Regions from separate parts of the Sus scrofa genome. Here region 2 is linked to region 1. A link is a contact called in public HiChIP or PLAC-seq data. All regions are on one chromosome and are shown on one strand. The core of a region is the stretch at or near the end of the contact, and the rest is flanking DNA. Distances in the headings are between cores, read along the strand shown. Region 1 has its middle 150 kb from the start of ANAPC10. Region 2 has its middle 5.6 kb from the start of GYPA.

Region 1 (7,451 bases), core at 1,547-4,046:
TTTGTAAATAGTTGATGGTGTGTGACAAATTCAAGTTTTGCTTTTTGGAACTTTCTGGAATTGGGTGTTTTTTTGATCTAGGCTTAGTTGAATCCACAGATGTGGAACCCATGGATACAGAGGGCCAACTGTCTCTACCATGACCCAACAGTTACACTCCTAGAGAAACTTTCATGCATGTTCTGCATATCAATCAGGGTTCATTTTGAATATTAGAATCTTTTCTGACCATGAAGCAGATAGGCATTTATCAGAAGTTTTTTAGTGGCTTTAGAGTTATTGAGAAGGCTGAAAACTCTAGGTTGTGCTTTCAGAAATGACTCCCCCAGGTCACAAAACTGGGCCAGCAGAGAAGCTGCTGCCACCTTTATGATCAGGAAGCTGCTGGCTCCAGAATCATAAGGCTGCTGCCAGAGTCAGTAAGTTGTCACAGCAGGTAACTGTCATAATCAGGAAACTGCCATGATTAGAAAGCTACTGCTGTTGCTGCTGGATCCAGATCAATGCCATGTCTGCTATGATCCACACCAACAAAACAGATACCTTGCTCTGGCTCTTAACACCTGCAAAGCTCATGACTGGTCACTGGGTCTCAGCCAGCACACTCTCCATGATCACTCTTGTCAGCAGAGAGTAGAAAGGAGCACAGAAATGCAGGCTCTGCTTCACTTCTGCCTTCCAAATCTTGTTGAGTTCTTCTGATGGGCAGAATATAAATTACTAATATGTAATCACTAATACATAATCACTAATCTCTGTGATCCCTCTCAGAAATGTGGTATACCTTTGGTTTGCTAATATAGAAAGGACTGGTAGTTCCAGAAACTTCCTTTTGGCTTCTTACCATATGTAACAGCCATCATTCAGGAAGCTATGTGAGGATTCTTCTAGTTGTCTCTTTGTTTGTTTGTTTTTTCAAACCTGCATGCAGGAATAGGGAAATAACCACACGATGTGTTCAAGATTACACTCTATCCATTGTGAGATGGACTTGGATCAAAATTCCATTTATCACTTGACCACAGTAGGTCTCCCTTCTTAATAGTTGACCACGGTGGCAATATAGGACCCCAGGGATTAGTATTTACTCAGACCCAGATGCAGTAATTCTTTAGATAAAGATCTGAGTAGTTCCCTTTTCTCAGGGCACAATTATACTAGTAAATACCAACAGATCCCTAGGTGGAATATTTATATTGAGGTCTTGTGGCAGTGTCTCAGCTTTCTCCTTCAGGTGATCCTGGCTTCCACATTCATGGGACTCTGGTACTCAGATCTGAAGATTGGGCCAGTACCCTCGGTTCCCTATTATTTTGACTAAAGTCAGGCCTCCATTTGTCAGGCAAAGAGGTATTTTGGTCCTTGTGGGATATGGAGAACTTATGAAACTGTTCTGTCACTGAAGCCTTACTTTCTACTTAGAGGGTCTACTCCTTTATCTCTAGCTGTTACTTGCTTCTGCATGATCTTTGATACTCTGGGATGGCCTCATCCTTATTTAACTCAGGAGTCTATTTCTGGGGAAACATCTACTGTCTTGATCCCTAGCCTGCAAAACAGTGATGCTGCAGTGATTTATTTATCTGATAGAAGTGGGAGGGGCTACACTTGCTAGAATGGAAAGCTCAGTGGACTTGGATCTTCAAGTACTCAGAGTCATCTAAAACCATTCAGATATCCTTATTCCAACTTGTAGTGTCCCTTTCTTTCCTAATTAATGTGCTTTCATATAAGAGGCCAAGTGAGGCTGTGAATTTAATTTAGGTTGTATTTAGGCAACTTGTTGCATCTGATAAGAATGTGGAATAGATATTGCTCACCTAGGTCATGAATGCAAAACAAGATGTGCAATAATAGCTAACATTTATTGAATACTTACCATGCTCTCATCCAAAGAAGTAGAAAGAAGAAAAACTCTAAGTGTTCATTAAAAGGAGAATGTCTAAATAAGTAAACTAGTTTATTTATTAATCATACTAGTTTATTTATTTAATCTTACTATTCAAACGTTAAAATGAATGAACTGGAACCATAGAGATCAATAGGAAGATATCTTAGAAGGATAATGTTGAGCTCATAAAAAGCAAGTTGCAGAAGGATTCATAAAGAATGAGCATTTCATATAAAGTATAAAAGAGAGGAAATCTATACTAATAGATACATAGGTAATAAAAGTAGAAAAAATGGGTTTATGAAGAATCAACAGCAGATTCAAGACAGTGGCTTCTGAGTGATATAAGGAAAGTGGTTACTGGAGTTCTTTGATTGTGTCCAGGTGTGCTGCTGCATCGCCCAGTCCTAGGGAAGGCCCTTCACAGAGATTATAATGTGTTACCATCCAAGGGAGTCAGTCACATTCCATGCTTAGAAGAACAATACCTCCTGCAGTTGCTCAACATGCCGGCCCTGAGTGTGCTCAGATGCATTTTTTTTTTTAAGCTGGATGAGATGGGTATACCAGTGTTCATTATAATATTTTCTACGAATTTCTATAGGTAAGAAAGGTTTTATAACAAAATATTCTATGAATCATAATACAAGTTCAGTTTTACCTGTGAAATTCTCTGTATCCTGATCTGGGAAACATCATCTTTCAATCCTCTAAGTTTGATAGCCATGCTCCATTTTGTAGCTCTTGTTCCTAGGACTTCAGACCAGAAGATGAGGCACACTTTTTTTTCAGTGATAGTCCTCATTTGAGCAGTTCTTTGGCATTGATTGGTCAAAAGAGGCCGAGGGAGCAAACCATAAGTGTGTGATAAATGATCCAGCGGCTAATGAAAATTTTTAAGAACTGACTCATGGCACATTTCCTAAGCACTTTGAGGTCATTAATTTTCACTGGCATTACTGCTTAGACTCAGGATTCTCATAGTTGAACAATGATTTTTTTAGTTGACTTTTTTTTCACCTTGGTCTGAAATACAACCACAATAATCATTACGAACATTTATTGAGTTACAATATGCTTTATATATAGTAAATTCATTTAAATCTCAGCAATTTTAGGAGGTAGATACTACTATTACCTCCATGTTTCAGATGAGAACATTGAGTAATAAAGATCAAAGAACTTGTTCTAGGTCACATGGCCTAAAACATGGTAGAGCTAAATCTGGGTATAGCTGTCCCTAAAGCTTGTCTAAATGTTTCACCTCTAAGACACACTTTTCTAAGTTCTCTTTGAAAGCTTTTCACTCAGATGCTGTAGAAGTAGAGTCCCCGCTGTCCTTTAGCCCCCACCTTCCAGATTTATGCACCTTAAACTTTTAATACTGTAAGAGATATAACTTCCATCCAGGGAAGAAAGTCCTTCTAGAATATCAAGTTGAAGATTAGTCAGTAGACAGAAAGAGGAAATTCTAATGTTACTAGGGAATTTAGTAAAATTTACACACACCACACCCACACATATATTAAGTTCTCTTTAAAGTGAGGGATTTCTGAGTATTCATTTCATGTTCTTCACACAGTCCAGTGCATATAGCCTTTTTAGAATTCCAAACCTATCTCTCATTCCATTTTGTGGTTTGTATAACTGATTGTTTGACCAACTTCTGCAATTACTCTCCCAAGCTACATGAACGAGCCCACCTCAAAACTTCCCATCTAGTGCATTTATGAAGGAGAAAAACGTCTGACAAGTTGCAGAGTGTATTCATGGAAATATTATGTTTTCAAAAAACAAACAAATACAAGCAGTGAAATCTTGGGTCCTGGGTCAAAGATTTGGGGCATCTTGTACATCATTTTCATGGGTGTGAGTCAAAGGCTTTCTATGTTAATAGTTCATTTTAGAAAGAGTAAAAATGATTTCTTTGAATGTTGACAGAGAAAGAAAACTCACAGAGGCCCTTTACACTCAACCTTGGCCTAGCAGCAGTAGCCGGGGGCGGGGGGAGGGCGGGGAGGGTTAGAGGTTGCTGAAGCAATGACCTGTATTACATAATGCCTCCCATCTGCCCACAGATGTGTGAGTTTGCTCACATGTTTTATTAGACTTTTATTACACTTTCAAACAGCTCTAGCCCATCTGCATTTGCCAGCCTGGATGCAATTTCTAAAATACCTAATCCATGAGCTAGCTATTCAGTAGAGGCAAATATATATTGAAATTTATTCTTTGATCAAGTCCCTGGTGCTGTTTGGATGATACTAACACATTTCATGGATATAAGAAATAAAATTGATAGGGCAGGCATGGCAGGCTTTCTGGTGATGATAATGATCTGAAGATGATCACGACAGCAATGTCCTTGTCTGGATCAGCTTGGAGCCAAAGGCTCTAAATGAGAGTTAGTGTTCTGTGGTTAACATCAACTCTGCTCCCATCCATTCATAATTTGATCTACATGGAGAGAAGTCAAGAAAAACAATAACAAAACAAAGCAAAAGCTGTTCACATCAACTCTGCCATAGGCTGCCATCACAAAAATATCACAGACTAGATGGCTTATCCATGGTGGACATTTATCTCTCTGTTCTGGAGATAACTGCTCTCCAGACAGTCCTGGAGGCTAGAAGTCCAAGATCGAGGTGCCCAAATGGGTGGGTTCTGGTGAGAGCCCTCTTCAGGGTTAGTGACTGATGACTTCTTCTTGTCCTCACATGGTGAAGAGCACAGAGAGGGAGAAAGCTCTCTTGAGACTCTTTTAAGGGCACTGGTCTATTCACAAAGGACTCACCTAATGAACTCATATAAGCCTAATTATCTGTTGACAGCTTTACTTCCTAATACAATCACATTGGGAGGTAAGTTGTTTGTTTGTTTTTTTTTAATATCCACCATTGTGGTTTATTCATTTAGTAGAACACTTTACAGTGTGAAAATAAACTATAGCATTATGCATAAACATGAATGGATTTTTTCAAATACAGTACTGTGCAAAAAAGAAAGTTATAGAAAAATACGTATAGTATCCTACTTGAAAACATTGCATCACAATACCTTTTTTAACTTGTACAGTTGATTTGTTTCAGGGGTACAGCAAAGTGACTCAGATCAGATATATATCCGAACATGAATATGTATTATTTTTCAGATTCTTTTCCATGATAGATTATTATAAGATATTGAGTATAATTCCCTCTGCTATCTAGTAGGTCTTTGTTGTTTACCTATTTTATATATAGTAGTTTGTATCTGTTACTCTCAAACTCCTAATTTATGCCCCCTCCTTTTCCCTTTGGTAACCCTAAATTTATTTTCTATGTCTGTGAGTCTATTTCTGTTTTGTAAATAAGTTCATTTGTATCATTTTTTAAGATTCTACATATAAGTGATATCATATGATATTTGTTTCTATCTGACTTAGTTCACTTAGTATGATAATCTCTAGGTCCATTCATGTTGCTGCAGGAGGCATTATTGCATTCTTTGTCATGGCTGAGTATTATTCCATTTCATACAGATACACCACATCTTCTTTATGGGAGGTGGAGTTTTAACATATACATTTGGTGTGGAAAAGGGGGACACAAACATTCAGTCTATAGCAAACTCCATTGTAAATTTTTTTTTTTACTAATAAAAATGATTTGAGCAAATTTTTTCTCTTTAGCCCATCAATCGTTTGGCCTTGAGTTAGTCATAACCACCATTTGTCATAAAAAGTGCAATCTTGGAACTCCTCTGAGAGCCTAAGAAAACTTTCAATGGCATATTAGAGATTCCATGCCTGGATAATAGCGGCTTTCTTAGGCTGAATTATTCATATGGTTAGTTGGAAAGGTCTGCAGAGTAAAGCTGGATGATTTTCATCTTTTGATTTAGGGGTAGGATTTGTAGGAGACTAATTTTATTCCTTAACTTAAACTGAGAAAGCTTTTGAGTTTTTTAATATCCATTTCTGGCAGCCCTCTATCAACGGATGGAATTTCTCTTTTCACAGTCGCATAAGCAACTGTTCCATTCAGATGCCATTTGTGAATGTAATACATTTTCAAATTGTTTGTTCCAGTTCAAAATGTGTTTCACATATACTAGGAAGTTAAGAAACAATGTTCTCTCTTTTATATTTTAGCATGTGCAAAATTTATTGTGATGTTACCATGTGATTCATTATTTCATTTTTATTTCAAAGGAATACATCCTGAAGTAGCATTCATTTAGCAGATAGGTCCCTGGCTTCCTAGTTCTGTTTTGCTGTGCTACATCCAGTCCAAAGAGGAGGAATATTTGCAGGTGCCATGGAATTCCTGCATTTCACTTGCATTGGGTAACCCTAGAAAGGAGAATTTCTGTACACGAAGCCAATGTAGATTTGTCCAAAGAAAGCATCCTTGAGTCTCAGGCTGAAAATAAGGTATTGGGTTGTGTGAGGGGATGAGGCCAGCAATTGGTAACCCAGTGAGATTCTTCCCTGACAAATTGTAATTATTTTCACATGCAAGCAAAGAGACAAATGAATATCACTTTCAAGCCTCTCTCTGACTAAACACACCAACCAGAAATGCCTCTACCTACATCATTTTAAAAGAAATCCAGAGGGGCTTTGACAGCATGTGAGCTATTTCCACTGACCTTCGTTCACTGAATGTTTCTCACACTTATTTGCTCTTTATTTTCATGTTTATAAAATGTGTTCCCAAGCCCTTTAGGATAAAATCAACAATAGTACCCAGAGCTCCAGCTAAAGATTCCCAGTGGGAGGGTCTGGGCCTTTTGTTCCGGAGGATCTAATAGAGTGTGAAGCTGACACAGAAATGGGAGGACTATTCAGCTAAAATTAAAGTCTTTGTCCCTTCATTAGTTGAACTTGAACCTCACGTTTCTGAAGTTCTTCTAGGTTACTTTTCCCTATAATTCTGATTTAATCAAGATGAACAGGGAAGCTTGTTAAAATCTCTCTCTCTTTTAAAAAGAACGCAAAAGATCCCGTTTGTTTGGGGCAGCTAACATTCTTGATTTTTTTAAAAACGAGATTCTGGAGAAATTGGCTTGAATCTCAAGAATACATTATTCTTAATCATTGAGGAAGATTTTGGTTTTTTTTAAAATTCCGACAGAGACATTGTTTTATCTTATTAGTTTATTGACTTTCTCAGCCCTATTGGGAAAGGTGAAGGGTCAACAGCCAGGCCTTCATGTGATTAATGAGCTAATGTGATTAAATACAATTTATTTTTATTATTTTTTGGTTTGAGGGAAACTGCTGAAAGTGAGAGAAAACTTTCGACTGTAACTTTTATTATTGATCTTCTAATTTCCATATCAGACTTGCCGTATCATTTCTAATGTGAGCTCATTTCTTGCTTTCTTCAGTTAATAGGAAAAAAGGCGAGAAAATTAAAAGACATGGTTGAGGATGTGCAGATAAGTGGCTGTGGCATTTCTGTGATCGCCATTATACAATTCTTTTGTATTTCCAAATTGCAACAAGAACTTATTGCCAAAGCCAGTTAAATTGTCAGGTTCTGATACAATAGATTCTATGAGGTAGCAGTTTTCT
Region 2 (7,451 bases), core at 1,663-4,162, 530 kb after region 1:
GATTTAACTTAAAAAAAAAAAAAAAAAACTTTTGGAAAGTGGGAACCTTGGATACTTCAAAGTTAACCAAGATCAAAGTCCAATGAGGTCCACTACATAAGGAACCAGCTTGCCTGCAAAATGTGTCACGTTGATATTGGCTTGAAGTCTCTTAGTTTATGGCTTGTACCAAAGCCTTGACCTTGGATTTGTCAGGTAGCTAAGCAATAGACGTTCTAACGGAAAAAAAAAAATGATTTGCTTAGTTTTTCCAGGGGGATGGATTTCAACACAGACTCATCTGCATGATCAGGTAACTAATTTTCTCTCTTGGTAATTGCAACATTAGAAATGAGAGACTTATTGCATCTTTGTCTACGGTATACAACTCCTAACAAACACACACCTTCCACACACTACATCTTGTTTAATTACGGAAACCTCATCTTTTAGTATGAATTATGCCTTTCTGAAATGGGAACATGCTAAGACCATTGACTTTCTTATCATATCTTCCTTTCTCTGCTTGATGAACCCCTTGGCATGAGACAGGTTCCTTGAGAGTTGGTAGGATTCCCGTGTAGTTTCCGAATCTTCCCCGCCCTTCCGTCATTTTAGGGTCTGGGGACTGGGGCTTCTCTTGAACTCAAAAAAATGCAGAATTGTTAACATGCGAAAAGGTGGTCAGGTCTGTTATTCAAAAGATGCCATGGGTGTTCTTGAGTGTTCCGCTTCATCGAAGCCCACCGACACCACACATGTTACCAGTAAAGGCACAACGTTTTTTCCTTGAAATGGTCCATGGTGTTTCATTTGAAACGATGTGTGCTGCCTCTGGGTGTTCTGTGGTCCTGTCTCAACAACATGGCTCAGAACTCACATTCAGCAGGTATCAGCCAATAAGCCCTTTGGTATCAGAGAAGAAAATAAATCACATTCTCCAGAAACACCCATCTGTTTTGAATAGTCCCATAGATAGATGGCTGTCTGTTGCAGGGAATATTTAATGTTAGGGAAAAAAACCTAGTCTAAACAGTTTACTCTCCTTAAGTCTAAGCAGCAAGAGGTCTTCCAGTAAATGCTTCAAAACTGCTAAACAGGAGAGGCCAGAAACTTCCCTCTGTGACAGAATGAAAACGGAAAGAAAAAAAATGACTAATAATCTTTATGACTTTGGTGCCCTCTAGTGATCAAAACAGAGAACAAACGAACCAGTCTTGTTTTCCTTTTAGAAAAAAGGGATCTTCCAAAGTCAAGAATTGCCTATTTGTTTTACAATTTTTCTACTCATTCTTTTTTTTTTTTTTTTTGTCTTTTTGTCTTTTTTGTTGTTGTTGCTATTTCTTGGGCCGCTCCCGCGGCATATGGAGGTTCCCAGGCTAGGGGTTGAATCGGAGCTGTAGCCACCGGCCTACGCCAGAGCCACAGCAACGCGGGATCCGAGCCGCGTCTGTGACCTACACCACAGCTCACGGCAACGCCGGATCGTTAACCCACTGAGCAAGGGCAGGGACCGAACCCGCAACCTCATGGTTCCTAGTCGGATTCGTTAACCACTGCGCCACGACGGGAACTCCCTCTACTCATTCTTTAGGTGAAATAACTAACTCTTTATTAGTACAGGGAAATGTTTTTTCTCATGGTAGCAAAAGGAGGAGAAGAAAATCTCAGTACGTGAAGTGTATTCTTCTCAGTCTTATTTCTATTCACAGATATACAGATTCCCAGCAACACACAAAAGTAGGTAATTCTTCACAAAAATATCATACAGGACAACTATTTTATAATTTGTTTTTTTTACAGTACACTAAACTGTTAATATACTCTTTCACAACACATATTTTTTTTAACAGTACATTATGAACATCTTTCCATGGCATTCAATATCCCTCCACACATTATTTTTGGTGATCACAGTATTTCATCATATTTTCTTTAGGCATTTGTCTATTACTGGCTATTTAGGTTGTTTTATTTTTTTTCTATTATCCCTGGAGCTAAGTCTTTGAACTCTTGCAGCGTTAGGATAAAGTTTTAGAGAAGTTGCCATATGGCACCGTGGGTTAAGGATCTAGCATTGCTGCAGCTGTGGTGCAGGTTGCAACTACAGCATGGGTTCAGTCTCTGGCCCGGAAAATTCCTTGTGTCCTGCCAAATCGGAAAAAAAAAAAAAAAAAAAAAAAAAGAGTTCCCATGTGGCTCACTGGGTTAAGGACCTGACATTGTCTCTGTGAGGATGTGAGTTCAATTCCTGGCCTTGCTAAATGGGTTAAGGATCAAGCATTGCTGTGAGTTGTGGTGTAGGTCACAGACGCAGCTCGGATCTGCCTTTGCTGTGGCTGTGGCCTCAGCTGCAGCTCCGATTCAAACCCTAGCCTGGGAACTTCCCTCTGTCACAGATGTGGCCCTGAAAATAAAAATTTATAAAAAGTCTCAAGATGAAATTTCTTGTCTTTTTTTTTTTTTTTTTTGTCTTTATGCCATTTCTTGGGCCGCTTTCACGGCATATGGAGGTTCCCAGGCTAGGGGTCTAATCGGAGCTGTAGCCACCAGCCTACACCACAACCATAGCAACACAGGATCTGAGCCGCGTCTGCAACCTACACCACAGCTCACGGCAACGCCGGATCCTTACCCCACTGAGTGGGGCCAGGGATCGAATCCTCAACCCCATGGTTCCTAGTCGGATTCGTTTCCACTGTGCCATGACGGGAATTCGGAGAATGGTTTTCAATACCTAGTATCCAACGGCCAGATGATTCTAAGAAGGAAACGGTCACCCAGACACAGCAGCCGTGCCATCCAAGAGGAGTATGTGGTGAACTTGGCAGGAGGTCTGTGTGGAGAGACGCCCACTCAGCACTCCCCCAAGGGCCGCCTGTGGCTGACAATAGGACCAAGAATTACCCAAACCGCCCTCTGTGAGCTGTATGGTCACCCTGGTCCATCCGGACAAGGTTATGCCCCTTGGAGAAAAGAAAGAAGCAGAGTGTTATCAGATTCTGAGGAACCATGTTTTGTAAACACCCACATCATCAAAACCCTCAAATGTTACACAAGGAATCCATACGCCATCTATCTGCTGAAAGCTATGCCTGGAAAATGTTTCCTGAGGCTTCATTTGTCTTAACGGCTTTTGCAATCATAGGGTAAAATACAAGTTCTCTTTTTTGTCTCTGTATCAAATACTATTCGGTAAATTTTGCAATCGAGGGACAAGCAGAAAGAAGAGACTTTCCAGGCATCTTTGTCACAATTATTGGAGGAAAGGTAGCACCTTGGGAAATACTTTCTAAACGTATGAATTAAGTTTCCTGCTTTGAGTTTAGCCTGGCAGAGACAGGTCCTTCCTGTTGGCAGCGAGCCCTTCACACATCCAGTCGGTCCCAGGACCATGTGGTAGGCGGTCATGGGGCTGGGTCGTTCTTAAGACATATATTCATGTTCTTTTTCTTTCTTTCCTTCTCCCTTCCTCCCTTCCTTCCTTCCTTGCTTTCTTTTCGTTCTTTTTTGCCTTGCCATGGCATGCAGAATTTCTACAACCAGGGACTGAACCTGACGACACTGAGTCCTTAACTGCCAGGCCACCAAGGAACTCCCCCTTTGCATCTTAATACCAATTAGTGGAAAGTAAAAGTCACGTAGGTCTTCTGGGTTGACTAAAACTGAGGAAAGCTGGACAGGATGAGTAGAATGAGCTAGAAGGACTGAAAGGCACTTCCCCAGAGCAATGGCTGTGTACCAAGTCCTTGTGGGAGAAGCTGAAGGATTTGTTACAGCCAACTTGCCCTTGCTCTCAAGCCACGCTCTCAAGGCACTGCTGGCCTCCCACTAGCGGCAAATAGCCCCTCAGGCTTTTCCTCAAGATGAAATGACAAGAGCAGAAGCCCAGCTTCTACAGAGAAGAGTGGTGTCTCAGGCTGGGTCCTCAGCCTTCTCCCAACACGAAGGTACAGATGCCACAAAGATACTGATACTGTGCTTGGAAAATTCAGGCTGGGGAGTTCCCGTCGTGGCTCAGCGGTAACGAACCTGATTAGTGTCCATGAGGACTCGGGTTCGATCCCTGGCCTCCATCAGTGAGTTCAGGATCCAGCGTTGCTGTGAGCTGTGGTGTAGGTCACAGACAAGGCTCAGATCTGGTATTGCTATGGCTGTGGTATAGGCCGGCAGCTATAGCTCTGATTTAACCCCTAGCTTGGGAACTTCCACATGCCTCACTCACAGAACTAAAAATAAAAAATTAAAAAAAAAGAGAGAGAGAGAGAGCGAGAGAGCAAGAGAGCTCTGGGCTGACTCTGTGGATCCTAGGTTCCAGACATGGCATCTCCTTTAATTCTGAATGTCAGGCTATTTTCCTCTCTGATAATGTGTGCCTTCTTCCATTCCAATAGCGTTATATGATCTCAAGCAAAATGAATCCATGCTTGCTAACGTAAGTAAAAAATAAAAATAAATAAATAAATAAATAAATAAGCGGCTCAGGGGATCCAGAAAAAAGGGCACCAAAAGTAGACTCTTCGGGGCCTGGATGGAAAGAACCAGCTCAAACCAGGTTCTGTATTTGAGGGGTGGGGCGGGGGGGGGGGAGAATCTGGCATTGCCCCTGCTTGGCTCAGGTCGCTGCTGTTCCACAGGGTCTACCAGCCATGGTCAAAATAAAATATCATCTACTATGAGTCCAGCTCTGAAGGGGAGGAAGGTACTCCAGGAAAAGGGGTGAATTCTGGGCAGATGGTATCTTTTCTACAGCTCCAGCTGGATGCTACATAAACCGGGAACATAGCTGAGATGCCAGGGCCTAGGTCTCGACCAAGTCTCCAGTTCCCAAGGCCAGGCTCAGAGACATTCTGGGAACTGTCCATCCAGCCCAAAGACATTACACACTTGTCCTCGTCCTCTGTATTGAGACCACCATTCTCTCCGTGCACAGGCTGCTGATGACATTAGGTTGTAAACAGTGGGAGAAAAGACCATCAGAGCTTTGGAGGGTTCGTCAGAGCTGGCATAGCAGATTCGGACCTAGAGGAGCCCAACCACAAAGCCCCTTTTCTCCCACAAGGCATTTTCTGAGTGCTAGAATGGCACACAGGTCTATGGAGCTAAATTAGAAAAACAGAACAAAATCCTCCTGGAGGGAAGGGGCCTGCAATTAACCAAGATGCCTCTCCTCCTCATGGAGTTCCCATCGTGGAGAAGCAGAAACGAATCCGACCAGGAACGGTGAGGTTGCGGGTTCGATCCCTGACCTTGCTCAGTGAGTTAAGGATCCGGCATTGCCGTGAGCTCTGGCGTATGTTGCAGATGCAGCTCAGATCTGGCATTGCTGTGGCTGTGGCGGAGGCCAGTGACAACAGCTCCAATTCTACCCCTAGCCTGGGACCCTCCATATGCCTCAGGTGCAGCCCTAAGAAGAAAAAGACAAAAAAAAAAAAACAAAAAAAAAAACCCATCTCCATCAAAGCTGTGTGGCTGGGAAGCTTCAACGTTAAGGCCACGGAGTTCCTTGAAGGCCTCATAGTTAGGATTCAGAGCTTTCATCGCTGCAGCCTGAGTTCAACCCCTCATCTGGGAACTGAGCTCCCCCATCAAGCCACTACCTCCATGGTCAAAAAAAAAGGATCCTGCACAAAAGGAAAAAAGTTATTAGGCATGCAAAGAGGCAGGAAAATGTGGCAAATATCATGATTTTAGGAAATAAGAGCTAATGGCTGTATAACAATGCGAATGTACCTAATTATGCCATTCAGATGTTAGACTTAAAAATTATTAAAATGGTACTTTTTATGCTTTGCATATTTTGTCATCGTAAAAATAAATAAAGAAAATAAAGGCTGAACTAGAGATGGCCAGATACTGCAGTCAGCAGATAAGGACATTGGAATAACTATGACTAGGGGGTCTGAGAAATCAGAGTAAAAGGTACATAGGACAAATGAAAATAAGTAGGATTACAACTGTGAATCAGAACCTATAAAAGCGAATTAAATGTGCATTCTGAATTAAAAATGCAAAATCAGCATCAAAGAAGTCATGAGGACTATATACAACATGAAATTTAATTTAAAAGCAGAATAGACATAGTACATGAAGGATTGCGAAAGGTCAGTGGAATTGAAAATGAAGCACAGAAGGAAAGACGAAGGGGGGGAAAGCCCAGATGTGTGAGTAATAGTTTAAAAGTCCAATGCATACATAATCGAAATCCCATAGGAGAGAGAAAGAGACAACATTCGAAAGATAATGGTCAAGGTTTTCCAAAACGGATACAAAGATCAACTCACGAATTTAAGAAGCTTGGATCCTTAACAGGTCTCCCAACTCTTTGCAAACCCACATGCAGAAAGGAGCTCAGCAAAGAGGATAAATGAATGCGGGTGATTGCACCACGGTTCTCAGTCATTCACTGCCCTGCCTGGAAGTGCTTTTTATATCCTCGCCATTGCCTCACGACTTACAGATTTTTCCTTTGGAGGAAGTGTACATCCCTGCCCCACTGATGTCAGCTTGGCCCGTGATTTGGTTTGGCCAATAGATTGTGAGCAAAAATGGCATATGCCCTGTCAGAGCTGAAACATGAAAAGCCATTGCCCCATTTGGTCATTTTTCTTTTCCATCAGCAACAAGAATTCCCGTGGGGGCTGCTCCTTCACCGTGGGTCTCAGAATCTGCTCCTTCACCATGGGTCCTGCAACCACCACAGACAAAAAGGACTGCGAGCAGGAAATGAGCCAATGTAAGACACTGAGCTTTTGAGGGTTTTATCAGAGGACAGAGTAGTCTAAGCTGACTGTGGCAAGCAACAGGCAGAGGGCTTGGCTAACTCAAGAAAGCCGACCTGTCCCAAGGAACAGCCAATTCCCAGCTCCTATAGGTCATTACCATGTGGGAAGGCAAACCCACTCTTGATAGATCTTCTTATGCTTTCAGAGGGGCCAGATTTTTAATTAACCCCCCTCACGATGTTTAATTAAAATATACCCTCCTTTGTTCCCATCGTGGCTGAGTGGGTTAAGGATCCGACTAGTATCCATGAGGCAGCAGGTTCAATTCCTGGCCTCACTCCGTGGGATAAAGATCCAGAATTACGAAAAGCTGCAGTGAAGCTCGCAGAAGCAGCTCGGATCCAGTGTTTCTGTGGCTATGGTGCAGGCCGGCAGCTGTAGCTCTGATTCTACCCTTAGCCTGGAACTTCCACAGGCTGCGAGGGTGGCTGTGAAAAAGAAAATAAATAAATCAAATAAAACATACCTCCTTTTAAATATTGGCAACCTAAAGCAATATATTTTTAAAAAAAAAAAAAACTCTTAGGGTCAAATCAAATCAAGGAATACATGGGCAATTTCCTATTCACCGCTAAGCTTTCTCATATATAAGAATGATAATATCTGCTCTGCCTCTCTAACAGGGTTCTCTGCAGTGTCAGATTTGCCTAGAGTGGGCTTTCTTTTATTTCAGTTTTGAAAGAGCGA

Evidence for each region. HiChIP or PLAC-seq counts read pairs in DNA pulled down with a chosen protein or histone mark.
Region 2: a contact with region 1 is called in an H3K27ac HiChIP or PLAC-seq map of alveolar macrophages. The contact joins two enhancer-like sites. A contact is called at or near these places in 3 of 5 promoter capture datasets (fetal liver, fetal skeletal muscle and liver) and 1 of 2 datasets of contacts at active chromatin or transcription factors (alveolar macrophages).

Annotation. Positions count from the first base shown.
Region 1 is chr8:83,500,880-83,508,330 of Sscrofa11.1, forward strand. No RefSeq gene overlaps it. Among named protein-coding and RNA genes, the nearest start is that of ANAPC10, 150 kb to the left of the region's middle. Within about 2 kb of position 2,797, at least 1 of the 83 cell types and tissues checked has an H3K27ac peak or open chromatin away from gene starts, as enhancers often do. A contact at or near this core is called in alveolar macrophages, where this site is marked.
Region 2 is chr8:84,028,244-84,035,694 of Sscrofa11.1, forward strand. No RefSeq gene overlaps it. Among named protein-coding and RNA genes, the nearest start is that of GYPA, 5.6 kb to the right of the region's middle. Within about 2 kb of position 2,913, at least 2 of the 83 cell types and tissues checked have an H3K27ac peak or open chromatin away from gene starts, as enhancers often do. A contact at or near this core is called in alveolar macrophages, where this site is marked.